2 separate regions of the Cricetulus griseus genome follow, and region 2 is linked to region 1. Evidence: chromatin contacts called from public Hi-C data. All regions are on one chromosome and are shown on one strand. The core of a region is the stretch at or near the end of the contact, and the rest is flanking DNA. Distances in the headings are between cores, read along the strand shown.

Region 1 (5,819 bases), core at 828-3,327:
CACTTTACCCCACAACTGTGAGGCTTTGTGTTACCTCTGTGACATGAGAAAAGCACAAAATTACTTTAAGTTGCATTTATTAGCATTTTCCCCTAATTTTATGATTTGATTTGCTATGGAAGAAGCTGGTGGCTTTTATTTTGTTAGAAGGTCTTACATGCCTCTCATAACATAGTCTTATAACTCTTAGCAGAACCTTTCCAACCAAATTAAATCTTTTATAGCTTTTCTGTGAGCTGATGTGTATATCAAAATGAAACTTTGACATTTTAGGACCTTGTGTCACATCTTATTTAAGTTGTACCTCATAATGTTCATTTTGCTCCATTAATTGGCTTCTCTTTTCAGAGTTTATTAACATTTAGTACGAAGTCTCCAGAAGAGAAACTCACACCAACAAGCAAACAGGTAGGCATTTGCTACTGTGTGTGTGCTTCAATGTCTTCCTAAAGAAAGTTAGCTTTTAGAATTCAGCTGCAATGAAAGTGACTAGCTGGGCTGTAAGAAGGAATTTTAAATTGCATACCTGTAAACTGATTTGACATTACACTGCCCTTTTAAAGTTAGACTACTAGAAGAATAATCTTTGTTTTAAATCATCAGTCATTTAGCCTGCCATGTCTAATTTTTGAAATGGAATTGACTGAATAACCAATTGGTAGATCAAAAATATTGGGTTGGGGTGGAACATGCCAGAGTAGATGAGTGTATGTGATGTTCTGAGCTTATATTGAAATGACATCCCAACCTACTCCACTAAGGGTCTTGGATTTTGTTATCTATACTGTTTTCTCAAAACGACCAACACCCTATGAACTTTAAGGGATTTCAAGATCACCATCGTCACAGAAACTTCCTGTGACTGTGGTTAAAGTTTTGTTTACTTGCTTGGACTTCATATCTCTAAGAGCCTGTTTAAATTATAGATTATGGATTTAGCTATCTGTTGAATTTATTGAAGTTCTTGAAGCTGAAAGTTTGTATTGTCTTCACATATAAGTATATTCATAGCCAGGCCGTGCACACACACTCTTTCTGTGATCAACTTTTCCCCCTCCTGGAATTAATGATTGTCTCCTTTTTTTTTTTTTTTAATTTGCTTATTGTTTTGTTTTGTTCTTATTTAATTCTACTCTAGCATTTATGCAAATTAACTTAATTCTTTCAGAATTTTCAGACACCTGGGTATTCTTTCAAATCATGGAAAACCTATACCTTACTTCAGTCTGAACTAGTTGCTCTCTGAGTCTACTACACAGTGGTCATCCTAGAACCTGTGTTCTTCATTCTGGGGATCCGTGTCACCTCTAGGACATTAGATCCTGTAGAACTGCTCTTTCTTTGGTCACTGCTTTGCTTTGGTGAAGACAATAATGTATGTGTGGTTTAGGATCTTGCAGTTTGGGCAGTATTCTTTATTCTCTCTGACTTGATTGATTAGTTGTGAATAAATGTAAGCTGAAAACCATTTTCTCACACTTTGAAGGTAGTGGCCTAAGATCATTTAGCTTCTGATGTTGCTAAATACCCCGTGCCATTCTTTGTCTTTGATTGTTTATCAATAGCTTGCTTAATTTCTTCTGAAAACTCATTGAATTTATTCACAAATTTTTGTTTGTTGAACACCATCTATATACCACGGACTATTATATTGTAGACAGTTGGAACATGTTAGCAAAACAGCTTTGTCTGTAAAGATGTGATAATTAGCTGGGTGTTGGTGGCACACACCTTTAATCCCAGCACTTGGGAGGCAGAGGCAGGCGGAGCTCTGTGAGTTCGAGGCCAGCCTGGTCTACAGAGCGAGTGTTAGGATAGGCTCCAAAGCTACACAGAGAAACCCTGTCTCGAAAAACAAAAACAACAACTACAACAACAACAACAAAAAAGTGGTATTTATAGTTACTGGGAAGATACAGATGCTAAACCAAAAGCGATAAGTCAGTCAATGTGGAGTGCTTCAGACAATGCAGAGACGTGCAGCAGGGTTGGAGATGGAGGGATGGGAGTGAGACATGTCTTGCAGTTTTAAATAGGAAGTCAAGAAAGGCCTTACTGAGTCCCTACTCAGCATTCACTGTGGAGCTCCCTGGAGAGTTGGAATAGGGAACTGACTCAGGAGGTGCCTGCTCCTTCTCCCACACACGCTCAGCTGCCCTGGGCTGCTGTCTTAGAATATTGCTTTCTTGGCTCTACTAAGATTTCATCCTAGCATGTCACCATGGGGCCTTTCCCCATTCTCTGCCCTTGTGAGCATATGCCCACTGTGGTCTTTATAAGCCCCAGCAAGGACGCATGGTTCTCACATCAGCATCTGTGGTTAGCTTTCCCATATAGAAAGTCAACTGCTGCCTTGTCTGTGGCATGAAATTAACTGAGAATAATTTCTAAACTTTCACCAGAGCCATTTACAATTCAGTGGCATTTAGCTGTTAAGTCAAAGAAGTCCTCCTTTTTACTGAAATAATTTCCTTTTCTCTTTCATCCATACAGCTGCTGGCAGAGGAAAGTCTGCCGACAACCCCATTTTCTTTGATATTGGGAAAACACAGGCAACAGCAGGATTCAAGGTTAAATGAAACGTCAGAGAATGAACTGATACAACTCCCCTTAACAGAGAACATACCTGCAATTAACGAGGTGAGTGATCAGTACACAAGGCCATGGGAGGCAGTGGGTACAGCAAGCACCTGTCTCAAGTAGCATTTGATTCGTCCTCCGTCCAGACAAGCACAGTCCCTTAGTGGGGTGATTCTCTCCTGGACCTGGGTGAGGAGAGGGTTGCACAGGTGTGGGAAGTAGGAAGGATTTTCCTTTGGTTTGGTTTCTCTCCAGGGAAGCCTTTTGTGTTTGCCTTGGCACTTAGAATAAAGGGTATTAGGAAGTAAAGTAACCCTGGATGAGAAGACGATCTTTTAATAAACCCTTCCTTTCCATGTGCCTCTAGCTGCTTCACACCCCAGCCCACGTACTGCCATCAGCTTCTTTCCTGTGCTCCCTATTTATAAACTCACTGCTGCTGTCTAAAGAGACTAAAAGGTAAGAGTTCCAAATGGTTCATCTTTCCTATTGGTTGGGGAATGTCGTCCACTGTATTTGTATCTTAGCTTTGAAATGTAGCTAATGACATAAGATTATTAAATATACTTGTGACAAACTGAGAAAGATACTTTGCATGTGCTTAAAGCTGTGGTGAGAATTACATGTTTTCTAAGTTCACTTGCTCTTTTATGGCCCATGCTCCATAAGGACACTCACCACAATGTTTTCAGTTGTGTTACCTTTCTATGTGTATTTCAGTGTGGGTGTCTTAAAGTTATTATTTGGAAGTGTCTAACGGTGTTTACATTTTATTCTGTTATTGTCAAAGTACTGAAGAAATTCCTGATGATGTAGATATGGAGGAAAAAGAAGAAAGTGACAGTTCAGATGAAGAAAAGGATTTTACTGAAAAAGCCCAGGAAACAAATACCACGGATTTGGGGGAAGATGTTATACATCAGCTGTCAAAATCTGAAGAGAAAGAGCTGAGGAAGTTCCGAAAAGTAGACTACAGCTGGCTAGCTGCTCTGTAGGCCAAGACTCGAGCTGCTGGCTGAGGCACAGCACACTGACTGTTGTACTTAATTTTTTACTGTTAATTTTCAAAACATAGTTTAAAGTTATTTTATTAAGACAAAATATTAAAGGTCTTTTGTTTATTTGCTTGTTTGTTTAGAGTCTTGATAAGTTGCGTAGACTAACATTGGACTTGAGATTCTTCTCTCAGCCTCTCATGTCAGTCTGGTTAAGTTTATTTGTGTTTGATTAGATTTTAACTTTATGTGTATGAATGTTTTCCTTGCATGTATATATGTGTACCACTGACTTCTTGGTGCCCAACAAAGTCAGATCAGGGCTTCTGGTGCCTGGAACTAGTCACCCATGATCATGGGCTATCATAAGGATATGAGAAATCAAACCCTGGTCCTCTGCAAGAAAAAGAAGTGGTCTAAATCACTGATCCAACTCTCCAGCTTCTGGCCAGGCTTTTAAAGAAACTCATAGTGTAAAACTCTATTTGTGTCAGGCCTTACAGCTGTTGGGGGGTGTACACTTATCACCAGGTTTCTGTGGAATCACAGAGGAACATTTTTTTTTCTGGTAGGTATTGTTTCTAATCGATATGACACAGCTGACTGTAATTTACATGTATACCCTCATCTTTAGTTTGAAGATAGGAAAAGATTTCAAAAGTCAAGAGGCTTTGCTGCTATTACTTTTAAATTTGACACCAAGATTATTTGCCAGATCTGACTGATTAATTCACACACCAGATGTGATTCTTTTTGGTTGAATTTCTCAGCCTCTACCACTCAAGACAAAGTATAAGCCACCCAGCCAGTAGCATTGTGTCATTTTAGCACAAATAGCCTATATTTTAATCAATACTAAATACCAAGTATACTGAGCTGTAACTCCTCACTCACACATGTAAAATGAACAACTCAATGAAGTCTGGTTATGTTTACAAAATTGTGTATCATCATAAAATCCATCTTCTGAGCAATTTCATGCCCCCCCCCAAAAAAAGCCCACCCACTTCCTTCAACCTCCACACCCTTCCCGATAGGTAACAGTAGTCTAACTTGACAAATTTGCCACTTCTGAACAGTTCATTTCAATGGAGCTATGCAATGTGAGCTCTTGCAACTGGTTTTGTCCACCTAATGTTCTTTACTGTAGCATGGTTGAAAGGACAAAAGACTTTGTTTAGGTTCACTGTGTCCATGGTCAGCTAGGTCTCTTGCCACAGAACTGTGGTGAAGTATAAGAGCTTGGCTGAGGACAGCGTATTATCAAGCTCCTGGTGTATATAGTGACTGCAGAAAGAGAGGAGAGGGTGGAACAAGACATCTCAAGTAAGTTCCCTCCAACTGGGCCTCATCTCCTAACTGGCCATTTAGCTGTTAATTAGTGAATTAGTCCATGGAGGAAGTAAGTTTCAGGCACCCAATGATCCTGAGACCTAAATTGTGATCCTACCCCAAAAAAATTGTGTCCCCGGCTGGGACCAGGCCAACAGGTGAGCCTGTGGGGAACATTGATTGCATTTACAAATATGACCGATAGCATTCATGTTACAGTTTGTATCAGCACTTCATTCTGTGATGGTCATTTTTCTTGCATACGTAACCTAGGAGTAGAGCTACTGGTTCATTTATCGTCATGACTTGAAATGCCTACATACTAAACTGAAAAATCAGTTGTGCCATTGAACATTGCTTCATAGCCTGCTTCATTAATCTTATGTCCCTTTGGAAGAACAAGTTGTTCTGGGTTGTTTTAAGGCTTTAAAGAAAAATAATGGTGTGTATATTGGGGTGTAGGGAGCTCCAAGTGCAGTGCCCACAGAGGCCACTAGAGGGGACTCCTACATGGGCTGAGCCACCTGATGTGTGCTGAGAGCTGAACTTGGGGGCTCTGTAAGAAGGGTACACACTCTTAACCACTGAGCCACCTCTCCAGCCCCAATTTTTTAATCAATTTTAAGTTCAAAGCAAAACTGAGGAAAAAATTAAGAAATTTCCTAAAAGTTCCCTCCCCTACATGTGAATAAGTTCTGAAATATCAACATACTGACAGTGCTAACATTTGTTCCAGCTGATGAACCTGCATTAACTATCAAATCAAAGACCAACTCCTTCCTCTGCTCAGCTTTATCAAGGCATTGACATCAATCACCGTTGTGTCTGTGATGGGAGGTACAGCTTTTCATTCCTAGAAGTATATGAACTGAACCTCAACCTCAGGATGGGCCACAGCCTAACCACCTACAT
Region 2 (5,437 bases), core at 1,161-3,660, 140 kb after region 1:
GTGCTAGGGATAAGTACTGATCCACTACCAGACTTGAGTCTAGTGCCTTAGACCACTCGGCCATCCTGACACCTAGCCAAAAAATCCCCTGGAATCCCCATAGTGACTCTCGTGTTTCTGGCCAGTCTGACACCCAAAAGGTCACATGAGTCTTGAAGTTAATCAGTGTTTAGAAAAGAGGCACCCTGGTTCTCTCAGGGGACTCCAGACATTCTCCCATCACTGGTCCTTTCAATGCTTAGTATTATTGAAAGAACAAACTATTGGTATAGATTTATAGAGGGCTCTTCACTGTTTTCTTTTTCTTATACCCATCAGCTAAAACTAACTTGAGCCAGTTCCACTTTGTTTACACATATATTTGCAGAGTCATTGCTGTGTAAGCATTCAGAAACACAGGAGTTAGCGTCTCTAAGAAGTTATCTGTGACTGCGATTTCTGAGAGCCATCAACCCAACTTAATAATTCCAAGGGCATAGGGCATAGACTTCCTCATATGATGGTTTCCAGTCATGTCTTACAGATAAGTCAATAAAAAGAAATTAGCCCTTCAAAATACTCTTGAAATTCCTTTTCCTTATTTACAATGCAAAGAATATGTTTAGAGTTACAGCTTTTAAGCAGTAAGAACAATTGTTTAACCTTCAAGTTTCTAATAGCCAATAGTCATCCATTGAACACACCCAGCTCTCTTTTGAGTATTTTTTGGGAATTGATAAAGGAATCCAGACCAGCAGAAACAGTGGGATTCTCCCAAAGCCACATAGGAAGCCAATGGGAGAATTGTAAATCCATCACTAATTTTCACTGGGTGGTGGTTTTTAACACAGCTTTCACTACCCACAAATCAAGTAGCCACAAATAACAACTTTGAAGGTCAGCATTTTTATCATTTAGGTATTTGATTTGGGTTAGGTATACTTATGCCAGTATTCTATTCTGTTTTCATAATGATGCATGCTGGAGCCAGACTTTAACAAGAAAACAGATAAGTTTCTCTTCTTCTTTTTAAAGATTTATTTATTTTTTATTTTATGTGCATTTGGCATTTTGCCTACATGTATTTTTATGAAGGTGCAGATCCCCTGAAATTAGAGCTCTAGGCAATTGTGAGCTTCAATGTTGTTGCTGGGAATTGAACCCGGGTCCTCTGGAAGAGCAGTTAGTGCTCTTAACTGTTGAGCCAGCTCTCCACCACCCAGATAAGTTTCTTAAGTGTGAAGAAAAGAAGGCCTTGAGATACCTTTCCAGTATAGGAATTGGAATTTACCAGCCCTAGTGATTATTCAAGTTTCCCTGTCCTTGTCAATCTTGTTTTGGACAGTTGTCAATCTCTGAAAAGTATTAGAATTTCACCATTAAGTAACATCTACTAACACCCATGGGAAATCTCTTTGGAAAAAATATTTCTGTTGAAACATGTGTCTAAGAACATTGTATTTCCTTGGCTGAATGACAAAACTGGAATTTCACCTAATACAACCGTCTCCAATGAAGGTAAGCAAGAACTTGTGCAACTATGCTCACTTACCCAAGTGGAGAGAGAGTGCCCAAGGTAGAGAAGGAATTTTGCCGAGGTCAGGTAGTTTGTTAAGGATCCTACAAAAGCCAGAGAGAGTAAACTAAAAACATGTTTAATCACACCAGTGCGCTCAGGTTAGAATTTGTTTGGGGTCACAATTCTGTGTGATTTTTATCAGGTCACCTGAAGATTGATGCATTCAGTTTACTTCATACCATCGACTTAGGTTCAGCGTGGCCTCTTGGTCAATAACCGCCCAATTTCATGCACAGTGAAGAAACTCTTGTTTCAACATTCTTTAACTTTGGTGGGGTTTGTTTTTGTTTTCTAATGCAAGGAATTCCACACTGCTCAGCTTACTCTACCCTTGCCTATCTGCAAGCCCTTTTACTCAAACTTTGAATTTACATTCTTCTTGAGACTCCATCAAACCAGAAGTCAACCCTAACGGAAATGCGTCCCGGTCCCACCTGCCATCCCACCACTTGATGCATTTGATTACACAACTCACCGCAGCATCCTTCCCGGCGGCTCTGGTCTCTTGCCTTGGTCATGACACCAGGCACTCTCCCCTTGCTTGTTCTGATGTTGGTTGCTGTAGCTGCTCTTGCCCAGGGGCTTGTTCACAGGAGTGCGAGGAACCGGAGACAGCACCGCTAAAAGCACAACAAACAGCCTTGCGCCACAATACCCCAAAGGACAACTAAAGCAAAGAACAACAGCAAAGCTGCCACCGGGGTCTCTTTCTGTCTTCTTTCCAAACTTAGCTAACACTGTAGCTGAAGTTGGAAAGTCAAAGCCTTATGGAAGCGGGTTGGAGGATCCACGGGCCGCCGGAGACCCTGAGCTTGCTCTCGCCGCCGCCGCCGCCACAGCCGCCACAGCCGCCGCCGCCGCCGCCGCCGCGCGCCGTGGGCCGGGCTGCCACTTATAGGCAGCCGGGGGCGGAGCTCGCGAGCGCTGGGGACGCCCCTCCCAGCGGGACACCCGGGTCCGGCGAGCAGCGCTCCCGCCGCCTGCCCAGGAGGGCGCATTGGCTGTGCCATCACAGCAGATACCCGAGAAGGGATCAGGCGTCCCGCACTGTGGGATGGGGACCGTGCGTGGACCCCCGAGGGGGACACCCTGGAGACGTTTTGCACAAAGAGTCGTTTGGCAGGTGCTAGAGGAAAGCGCTTTTCTCTGGCCACCCGATTGCCAGACAGTCTCTAGGCAAAGCTCAGCGGGAGCTGCAGCAGAAAATAAAAAAGGAGTCTCCCACCCCCAGCTACATTTCGGAATGCAGGTAGCTAAGTAAATACAAGTCGTGTCACAGAGGCAGCCTTCCTGGCCTCCACGTCCGGCCTGCCTGCGGCGCACAATGTTTTCCTTCTTCCCCGGACGGTAGAGAGGGACTTCTCTCAAAGCAGCGGAATCAAAGCGCAGGAAGGGGACTCAAAGATCAGAGTGCAGCCCTCCAGCAAGCCAGTCAGTGAACTCAGGGCTCCCAGCCCAGACCCGGGGGCTGCCATCTGTCCTGCAGGCGCCACCAGGAGACAGCACCCTTCACGGTGCTTTCCCTCTGTGCTCTCAACCTGCCTCCTGCCTTCTCCACAGAATCTGACAGGAGGTTACCAGGAATACCGGTTGTCCCAGTTTCGACTCTGGGTCTAGCCCAATATGGATAAAGCCATTTGGTAGCCTCCTGAAGGAATGGATAACTATAACTACAGCAAAATGCACCCGGTGTAAGCCTCGAGTAACCTCAGTTAAACATCCCCAGAGCATACCTGCTCCTCGTGCCAGCCTGTCACTTACCTTACCTTTGTCAATCTCGTCAACACTTCAAGAGTGATCCTCAACATTGAAACTCCAACCAGCTTGCACACTTGGAGCACTGGCAGAATGGCACCTGCTAATGAAGAGAGCCACTCAGGAGCGCAGGCCTTGTATCTGGACTCTCTATCAGAAGCCCCAAAGGTCTTTGCGGGCGGAGTGCTTTTGGATTCGTTGGGACTAGGTCTGCGGAGTAGAGATAGGGGGTTCACAGTTTACTGCTCATAACAGCTTTTTGTCCTTTGCAAACTCCCTCTCTTTCCTCTCACACAAAACTTTTAAGTTCTTTCTCCTCACTCAGAGGTTTGGCTATGTCTCCTGAAATTGTAAAATGGGGTAGTATATCCAAATGTCTTTTGAAGTAAACCTAAAGTATGTTTACATGAGGCACTTAGGAAGGGGACATCTAGCAAATTGTGGCTATTTTCTTTTTTTTTTTTTTTAATGTTGTTGATCTTCAAGGAAAATACAAGCTACCCTGATTCCTTGCACATATGCCACTGAGTGCCAATAACAGGGAACTCTGTGTCCTTTACAATAATTGCTGTGTGCCTTAAGGGTGGGTGTAGAGTTGTCCCCAACCTCCAGGCAGCTTAACTTTCAGTCAGTTAAAAAGACTATTTACTGCAGACTCCCAGAAACAGCTCAGTTGCTGTGTGCTTCAAAGTGTAACATGGAACTTCTGTTCCCCATTGTCACCAAGGAGTTCCCAGAGCCAAAAAAAGAAAAATCGAAGGGAGTGTCGAGCAGGCCAGACGGGAACCTGCAATGAAGCAAATAGGAAAGAAAATAAGCAAGGAGAGCAAAAGCAGTATGGCGCTTGAGGGTTGACCAGGATTTAAAATTCTGTCCAAGTCAGCAAGAATGAATAATTAGAGTGTGTTGTTGGAGCTCACAACATGGAAGGAGTTAAAAAAGAAAACGGAATAAAAACTCACAAAACACTTGTAATACACAAAGTGACAGAGTTTCCTGACCTTGACATTCCAGATTACAAAGGTTCGGTCACAAGACATCACTGGCTCTTCCTCCTTCCAAAGAAGCATTTGCTGGTTGAAAAGTAAAATTTCATCCAAAATGAACTTTTTCCTCTCAGAACAGAATATATAGCTTTCTTGTCAACTTAATCATAACTGAAAGATCCATGCATGTTTTAAACTAGTTTTCAAAAACAAAAAAAATAGGTACCCAAAAGACTATTTCTCAATTCATTTTCAACATTTGATTTATGAGATGGAATCTAAGTTACTCATACCAGCTTTGAACTCACAATCCTCCTGCTTCATCCTCTCTAGTGACAGAATGATAGGCATATGTCACTGTTGAGCTATTTATTTCAAAGGCTTGTCAGTTCCCAAAGCAACCTTTTCATTATTCCAGCCAGAATAAAATGTACTCTGATTGGAAATTGTTAACAAATATTTACTGTTGGAAAATAAAAAGGGGTTTTTATTCTTTTATTTCCAAGCTGTGTTTTCACTTACCTCCTGGGCCCTCAGTTGCCTCAGCTGTATCTGAAGCTGCCCAGAGCAAAGACAGCACAGGGAATTGTTCACTACTCCACTGACCTGAAGACAAATGAAAAGGAAAAAAACGCAAGGGGGTTATCACCAGCTATTACAGGAAGGCCTCAGATCTGAGGACACGGCTCCCATTGGATGCAGAGCTTTGACTATAAAGCTGAGTTTCTGTCCAAGTGCCTTTCTCAGTATTGGCATTTCTGTAATCTTAAAACTGAGTGAACTCTTGATAATTTTAAGTTCAGGTTCTTACTTCATGTCATAGACCTTTAACAGACGAGTGTGGTCGCCGTTCTTCATTTTGGTTGAGCATCCCAAATAGATTTGACCTTGACAAGATTTCCATGAATGCATTCTGACATCCCCTCCCTCCTTCTCATCTGTTTGCTCTTCTCTTTCCTTCTCATACATTTCTAGTTTTAAAAAATGAATGCAGAGTATCACACACACACACACACACACACACACACACACACACACACACACACACACACGACAAACCCATAAATACAAAGTGCATAGTTGACTTTAGGGCTGGAAGAACAGGTAATGACAATTTCATGGCAATTTCATGGCACTG

What was found. Hi-C and Micro-C count contacts between places; a contact is called where the count stands out from the background.
Region 2: a Hi-C map of liver shows a contact between it and region 1, with 2.3 times the contacts expected there. The contact joins the promoter of Slc40a1 here to the enhancer-like site in region 1. A contact is called at or near these places in 3 of 8 Hi-C or Micro-C datasets (the CHO-K1 cell line, fibroblasts and liver).

The regions. Positions count from the first base shown.
Region 1 is chr2:402,319,289-402,325,107 of CriGri-PICRH-1.0, forward strand. It overlaps Wdr75 (WD repeat-containing protein 75), which reads left to right. Exons shown (of 21, transcript XM_027396820.2): 18 at 349-408; 19 at 2,494-2,640; 20 at 2,948-3,039; 21 at 3,371-3,705. The coding sequence ends at 3,575. Among named protein-coding and RNA genes, the nearest start is that of Wdr75, 23 kb to the left of the region's middle. Within about 2 kb of position 2,078, at least 1 of the 6 cell types and tissues checked has open chromatin away from gene starts, as enhancers often do.
Region 2 is chr2:402,454,796-402,460,232 of CriGri-PICRH-1.0, forward strand. It overlaps Slc40a1 (solute carrier family 40 member 1), which reads right to left and starts at 2,411. Exons shown (of 8, transcript XM_027396821.2): 1 at 2,034-2,411; 2 at 1,532-1,599. The coding sequence starts at 2,076. It overlaps LOC113831448 (a long non-coding RNA gene), which reads right to left. Exons shown (of 7, transcript XR_003481475.2): 7 at 3,766-4,905.